2 separate regions of the Mus musculus genome follow, and region 2 is linked to region 1. Evidence: chromatin contacts called from public HiChIP or PLAC-seq data. All regions are on one chromosome and are shown on one strand. Each heading gives the region's core, a stretch centred on a gene start, on an enhancer-like site or on the middle of the called end of the contact. The rest is flanking DNA. Distances are from core to core; before and after follow the strand shown. Region 1 overlaps Sh3kbp1 (SH3-domain kinase binding protein 1). Region 2 overlaps Sh3kbp1 (SH3-domain kinase binding protein 1).

Region 1 (3,293 bases), core at 554-3,053:
CCTTTTTCTCTGTTCTGTGTTGATTCACAACTCCCCCTCCCCTGCTGATGTCCAATTAGTCCTTTGAGCTGTTCTTGGGTCCATGACAGACCTCACTGTGTTCTAGAAGAAGCCATCCTGGCCTGTGCTCGATTCCCTCATGCTCAGAGTCCATACCCAGTGGCTCTGTCGTTGGGATCTGAGTTCTGAGCCCGTCTTCCTCAGAGAAGCTGCTGATAATTTCCTACCAGAGTCAGGCCTTGGGAATCATGTCTTTATTGACTTTGTGCCCTTACTTGTGTATTCATGAAGATCACAAAAAAAAAAAAAAACCCAAAACAAAAGAAAAAAACAAAAAACAAATGACGATCAGCTTGTGTGTGCAGAGCCTCATAGTTCCTGTGCCCTTGAGGCGGGGAAATTCAGGTCCCTAAGCCCCTAACCCCAGACTCTGGTGAGAAAGCACTGACTAGTGGGAACTTGACCTTCTGTAGGGAAGAAGCTGGTACAGAGTTTGTGAGTTGTAAGTAACAGAAACCAAGTGTCTCTTAATCAAAGACGGTGAATGATTCATGGAAAGGCTCTGGGGTGGCTTATGTGGTGGAAGAAGTGTAGGAAAAGTGGCAAGCAGGCTGCTTTCTGGGAGCTCTGGTGGAGCGTGCACTCTAGCCATCTCCAGCTGCTGTCACATTGCTGGCAGTCACTTAGCTTCTGTGCCCATGCATGGGCTGGCAGAGTATTGGACATGTCAGCTGCATTCTCATCAGGTTGGATCTCATGGGGGGGGGGCTTCTCCAAATGGCTTGCTTCCCTGGATGGGGAGAGTGGGGGCTCCCTGGGGGTACCTACATAGTCAACTACTTGAGCAAATACTACAGTTACAAGTTCCTAAATGTGGGTCACATAGTGTTTCCACTTTTATATTTAAAAGATAAATTTAGCTATAACATTTCGCATATGGAAGTGTACACTGTGAGATTTTTTAAAAATCTTTTTATAAGTTTATAGCATTGTGCAATTCTTCCCACAGTTTAAGATTAAAATGCTTCCATCACCCCAAAAGTTCCCGCATACCCACCTAATCAGTCCACATCCCTGGCTCCAGGCAACCATTCATCTATTTTCTGTCTCTTTAGATTTGACCAGAGGTTTTTATTTGTTCCTGATTGCTATAACTTCTGGATATCGTAGAAACTCTGCTACATGGGGGAAGGCAAGGAAGAAGCTCTTCCAGTGGTGCCCAAGTCTGTATCTGTCATTTGGAAGAGAGGCAATGCCAAATCTTGGTCATGGAACATTCTAGACCTCAGTTCTTCACCTGCAAAATTAGAAAATGTATTTGACAAGATGATATCTGATGTTATTTCTATCATCAGTAATCAGCAATTATGCTTTTCTTTTTCATGAGATCTTTTCTGGTGAAAATTACTTCTTGGTTTTCTATATTATCATCAAACAGGATGGAAAGAAAACTTTAAAATTAAAAAATGTATCCATCAGAATGAGCACAATGAAAAAAGTGTAAACCCGCAAGTATGTGACATTTCTACTTCTGAAATGATTAAAGCTTAAGCTGTAAAGTCACACCTCCTGAGACCTTTGTGACAACATGTGTATGTGTATAGAACAAAGGAAGTTCACTGGAAATTCCCATCCTCCTCCATGCTTCCTGGTTCATTCACATATGTATTGAGTCACAGAGGATGCTAGGTCAGGGAGCCAGAATCCTGGGATAAATAAAGGACTTTTACCAGATGAGGCTTGCAGGCTGCTTGGGGTAAGCCAGCATGAAATGCAGCTCTAAGTGGAGCAAAGATAGAGGAAGTTCAGGGGCAAGGGAGGAGGGGTTGAGCCCCACAGTGGGGGGGGGGGGGCTGTATCATTGCCTCTGTTCCCCATCTATCTGCTTGACAGCTGGCTTAGCCAACCTAACAGTTAAAAAACAAAACAAAACAAAACAACCCAAAACAAAAACCCACCCATTTTGGGGGGGAAGACATTCAGCAAGTTTGAAGGCAGAGATAGGGAAGGCTGAAGTGTTAGCATTTCTAAGCAGATCTCTTATCTCCCGCGGCTCTAGCTTTTCTTGTTAACTGTAGCTTTTGGCTTTTTTCTGCAGACAATAGTTACAGCAAACTTGTGGAGGCTGGCTTTTTGGCACAGCAGGCAACTGGAGGGCGGTGTTTTTTTCTGATGGGGAGACATTTTTAAATTTTGTAATTTATAGTGTCTTTAAGTATGGGATTTTGTTTACTTTTGTCCTAATTACACCTCTGAGATCCTTTACCTCATCTAGTGCTTTAATTTGGGGCTCATGCAGAGAAAGTTTCCCAAAGGGTACCATTTAAAAAGAAGTTGTAGGTAATGTTTTACCTTCATTTGCTAGAGTTACCTGCAGCTTCCTGTAGATGAGGATATGCGCTTGGAAGCACAGACTTGGGGTCTGGCCGTGTTTGTGTGATATGAGGTCTTTCCTGCTTTTTTTGCTAAGCATTATTCTAGACTGTTGCTATTCGATAGAAATATAATGCAAGCCACACTCATAATTTAAACTTTCTAGCAGCCACATTAACAAAGCTAAACTAGTTCAAATTAATTTCAATATTTATTTACTCCGGTAGGTCCAAAGTGTCATGCTATAGAGCAGTCCATTTGACAAAAAAAAAAAATGTTCAGCTTCTTTGTATTCTTTGCTATTGGAGTCTTAGAGCAAGAACCCTAGCTCCAGCAGTCCCACAGCCTAGGCTCAGGTACTTGTCTCAGTACTCCAATTCAAGAGATGAGCAATGGTGCTGAGCAGAGAAAGATTAAACTGAGGTGGCCTATTGGGAAGGAAAACAAATAAAGGGATCAAGTAGTTCCTAGTTTCTCTTTGGGGTACTGACATGAACTTTAGGTTTTACTAAAAGAAGGATTGTGCTAGGGACAAGAGGCTGCATTATTAGCAACCCTGGTCACATGGTCTGAGTGACCACAGTCTCAGTTCTGGTTCCAGTGGTGACCCAAAGAAGGCCACACTGCTTGATAGAGAAGGCTGGCTTTCAGCAGGTAATAACTTCTGTTCCATGGTACAGCCTTGCCACCACACACAATAGTTGCCATTTGGGGTGGGGGTGTGTCCTGTCCAGGGAGTTTTGGCTATTGCCACAATCCAAGATGACAACAGAGTCACAACAATGACTCAAACCTTTAGGTGCCTTTTCTGGTATGTGGGACAGGACGTTGTAAAATGCAGACAGTCAGATATCTCAGTGACTCCTATCTTCGTGCAGTTAGCCTTGAGCATTGAAAGGAAATGACATAGGTTAGGTGCT
Region 2 (3,132 bases), core at 397-2,896, 94 kb after region 1:
ATCTGACTTTATAGAACATTGCTCTGTGAGTTCTGTTCTGGTACATTTAATCCTCCCGACAGATCTGACTCAAAGCCTTCCTTAGTGGAAGGACCAAATAAATGCTCTGCCCCTGGTGACACACTGTTGCTTTAAAGATCCGCATGGAAACCTTCAGAGTTCATTTTGCATGTGGATGGGTGGTACTTGCATGCCCTTCACATTAATATGGGCCTCACGTTTGCCACACAGAAGTGCTCTCCATTTGAGACTACTACCTGTAGCTATCCAAAGAATTTAACTAATGTGTAGCCTTCTTTTCATTGTTGTATCAGCAATAGTCATTTTGGTCCCTAAACAGATCTGGCCAAGTGACCACTCTCTCCTGTCACTTTTCCTGAAATGGAAATGTATTTTTTTTTAAGGCTTCCATTTCTTCATCATTTATCTTGGCTGCCTGGGATAATACACCAATGGAGCAATTACCCCTTGGACTGATTCATGAGACTCTGGGAGAGGGGGAGAGCATGTGCATATGTGTGGAGATATGCACACGCTAGCATGGAAAGCACATCATGGCTCAGAGGCTCAATGGCATGGAAAATATTTTTGGAGACAATGTCTCCTTATGTAGCCCAGGCTTACCTCAGGCTCTCTAGCGATTCCCTTGTTTCAGTCTCCAGATTCCAAGCATGCACCACCATGCCTGGCTGGCATGGCTCTTGAAGGCCTTGGGCTCTTTGTTGAAAATAATCTGTAAACAAAGGATACAAAAAGTGTTTGTGGATTTAGCTCAGTGGTAGAGTGCTTAATGCTGGTCTCTGTTCTTCCCTTTGGGGGAAAACACACACAAAGCAAAACCAGAAGAGCTCATTTGGCTTCCTGGTGATCTGTTATTTAAGGTCTATGCAAAAGCTGCGGTTTTGCTGGTAGAAAGGAGGAGGCCTTTTTCCTTTCAAATGTGAATTTTCCTGTAGCTAACTAGATATCTGAAAATGTGGCATTTTGTGTCAGATTCTCCTTGATCTGTTTAAAATCCCATGTTGATCTCACCGGAAGAGCTAGCTTTTATGGACTGACAGGGGAAGAGTTAACAGGAGGTATCAATGTTGTGTGGAAGGTATTGGTTATCACCAGAGCTGATCTTTCCTAAGGAAAATGAGAAGCTGGAAGTGAGGGCGTAGGAAAGAGAGTCACTTCATAGCATGCACACCTGCATATATATCTGGGTATGCATCTGCACTTCTTCCAGAGGCCTCCGTTCTGAGACCTTGTAACTAATAGCCCTGGCCATATTTTTAGGATGCTTTTATGCCTGTGTTAGGTTGATGGTGTATAATGTGTTATTCTTGCTCATTCATTAGTGAGTAGTCCTGCCAGCCTAGGGATACAACTGTGGAAGGGGATAGAAAGCAGCTCTCTGGAGGGTTGTAGCTATTGCACATCTGTGCTTTGTGTGTGTGTGTGTGTGTGTGTGTGTGTGTGTGTAAGTCATTGACAAAATTGGTATTTAGAATTGTTCTTCTATTATATATAACCCTTGAAACCCCTGTGCCCTGTCCCCAATACGTTAACACTACGTAGAGTGACAAGTATCCCACCACACTCATACTGGATTTCCACCCAAGTCAGTCCCTAAAAGACACTTGATATGGGTTTGAAGTGGTGGTACCACCTGGTGGCTTTCTGAGGAAACTTCTCCTCTTGCTCACCTTTGAGGCTGCCTTTGGCTCCCCAGACCCTGTGTTCGTTCTCATTTCATCCACCTCAGACCCACAGCTTCTCATTGTAGGCAAACATTCCCTTCAGCCCTCTGCTTTCTTGTCTAAGATTTGCTAATTGGACTCAGAATCTGTTTCATGATCTGAACTGGAACTTTAAGGGTTCTCTGGAAAGTCAGTTGTGTTGGATGGTGTTTTGCTGGGGCAAACATGTGAAGGAGTGTTTTCCTGAAGTGGACACAGGTGAAAGACTAAGGCAGCCCGGTGAAGGAACGTTTCACTGAAACAGAACACCACCAACATAACTGACTTTCCAGAGAGCTCTTAAGTTTCCATGTCAATGATCCTTGCTTTATTCTCCACTAACCAGGTTTTTCTTCAATTAGGAATTATATATAGCCAGAATCTTAGAATCTTGGCACTTGGGAGGCAGAGGCAGGTGATCAATCTCTCTCTCTCTCTCTCTCTCTCTCTCTCTCTCTCTCTCTCTCTCTCTCTGTGTGTGTGTGTGTGTGTGTGTGTGTATGTGTGTGTGTGTCTGTCTCTGTCTGTGTCTGTGTCTGTCTCTTTGTCTCTGTCTCTGTCTCTCTGTCTGTCTCTGTCTCTCTCTCTCTCTCTCTGTGTATGTGTATGTGTGTTTCCATGTTTTGTAACAAGATCTCACAATGTAGTCCAGCTGGCCTAGAATTTACTGTGCAGCCCATGCTGGTTTTGAACTTCTGATAGTCCTCTTCCCTCAACCTTCTGAGTGCTGGCATTACAGGCATGAGGTACCACACCCAGCTCTTTTTGATAACTATTAAAAAACAGAGACACCTATAGGCATGATTTTTGGTGCAGATATTAATTGAGACAAAACAAAGCTTCATGCTGAAATCCCTATAGGCGAGCCAAAGCCTCCTCCTCATGGCTCCAAGTACTCTTAATTACTTCTTCACATCTTGTTGAACCTGTGTTTCCTCTAAGGAGCAATATTTTTTATTACTCATGTTGTTTTCAGTTGCCAGCAGGCGATGGAAAGGGAAAGGCCAGCTGTCTTTGCTAGCTTCATGTTGGCTGGTGAATTCTGCTTACAGCCTCTTCATGCCTGGTTCGAATCATCCCCAGTTTGAATGTTAGGGACCATGATTATTTTGATAAGTAAAAAATGTCTGGTGGTAGATCTCATGATTTTTTTGTTGTTTGGGCTTTGTTTGCTTGTTTTTGGTTTGCTTGATAAAATGGCTGATGTACCTTATTTCAGCTGGACCTGTGGGTTAGTCTGGGAACTTAATGACCGTGTACAACTTAGTTCCTGTGGGAAGATGCATTTAGACTTACCAACCCTCTGCAGAAAGCACAGCAGACACCTAAATCCCTGTTTGATTTTTCATACTTCTGGCAATGAAGCCTTAACTTGGGAAAGTCATTAGGGATCGTCAGCTCCTCTGCA

Evidence for each region. HiChIP or PLAC-seq counts read pairs in DNA pulled down with a chosen protein or histone mark.
Region 2: a contact with region 1 is called in an H3K4me3 HiChIP or PLAC-seq map of pro-B cells, with 4 times the contacts expected there. The contact joins two enhancer-like sites. A contact is called at or near these places in 5 of 15 datasets of contacts at CTCF or cohesin (CD8 T cells, the NIH/3T3 cell line, large pre-B cells and 2 more), 20 of 484 Hi-C or Micro-C datasets (CD4 T cells, CD8 T cells, DN3 thymocytes and 14 more) and 11 of 115 datasets of contacts at active chromatin or transcription factors (the 230-238 cell line, CD8 T cells, DN3 thymocytes and 8 more).

The regions. Positions count from the first base shown.
Region 1 is chrX:159,674,523-159,677,815 of GRCm38.p6, forward strand. All of the region lies in intron 1 of Sh3kbp1 (SH3-domain kinase binding protein 1), which reads left to right. Among named protein-coding and RNA genes, the nearest start is that of Sh3kbp1, 49 kb to the left of the region's middle. Within about 2 kb of position 1,804, at least 75 of the 459 cell types and tissues checked have an H3K27ac peak or open chromatin away from gene starts, as enhancers often do. A contact at or near this core is called in CD8 T cells, the SCID.adh cell line, Th1 cells and 4 more, where this site is marked.
Region 2 is chrX:159,768,320-159,771,451 of GRCm38.p6, forward strand. The region is part of intron 3 of Sh3kbp1 (SH3-domain kinase binding protein 1); the gene reads left to right. Among named protein-coding and RNA genes, the nearest start is that of Sh3kbp1, 140 kb to the left of the region's middle. Within about 2 kb of position 1,647, at least 29 of the 459 cell types and tissues checked have an H3K27ac peak or open chromatin away from gene starts, as enhancers often do. A contact at or near this core is called in CD8 T cells, the SCID.adh cell line, Th1 cells and 4 more, where this site is marked.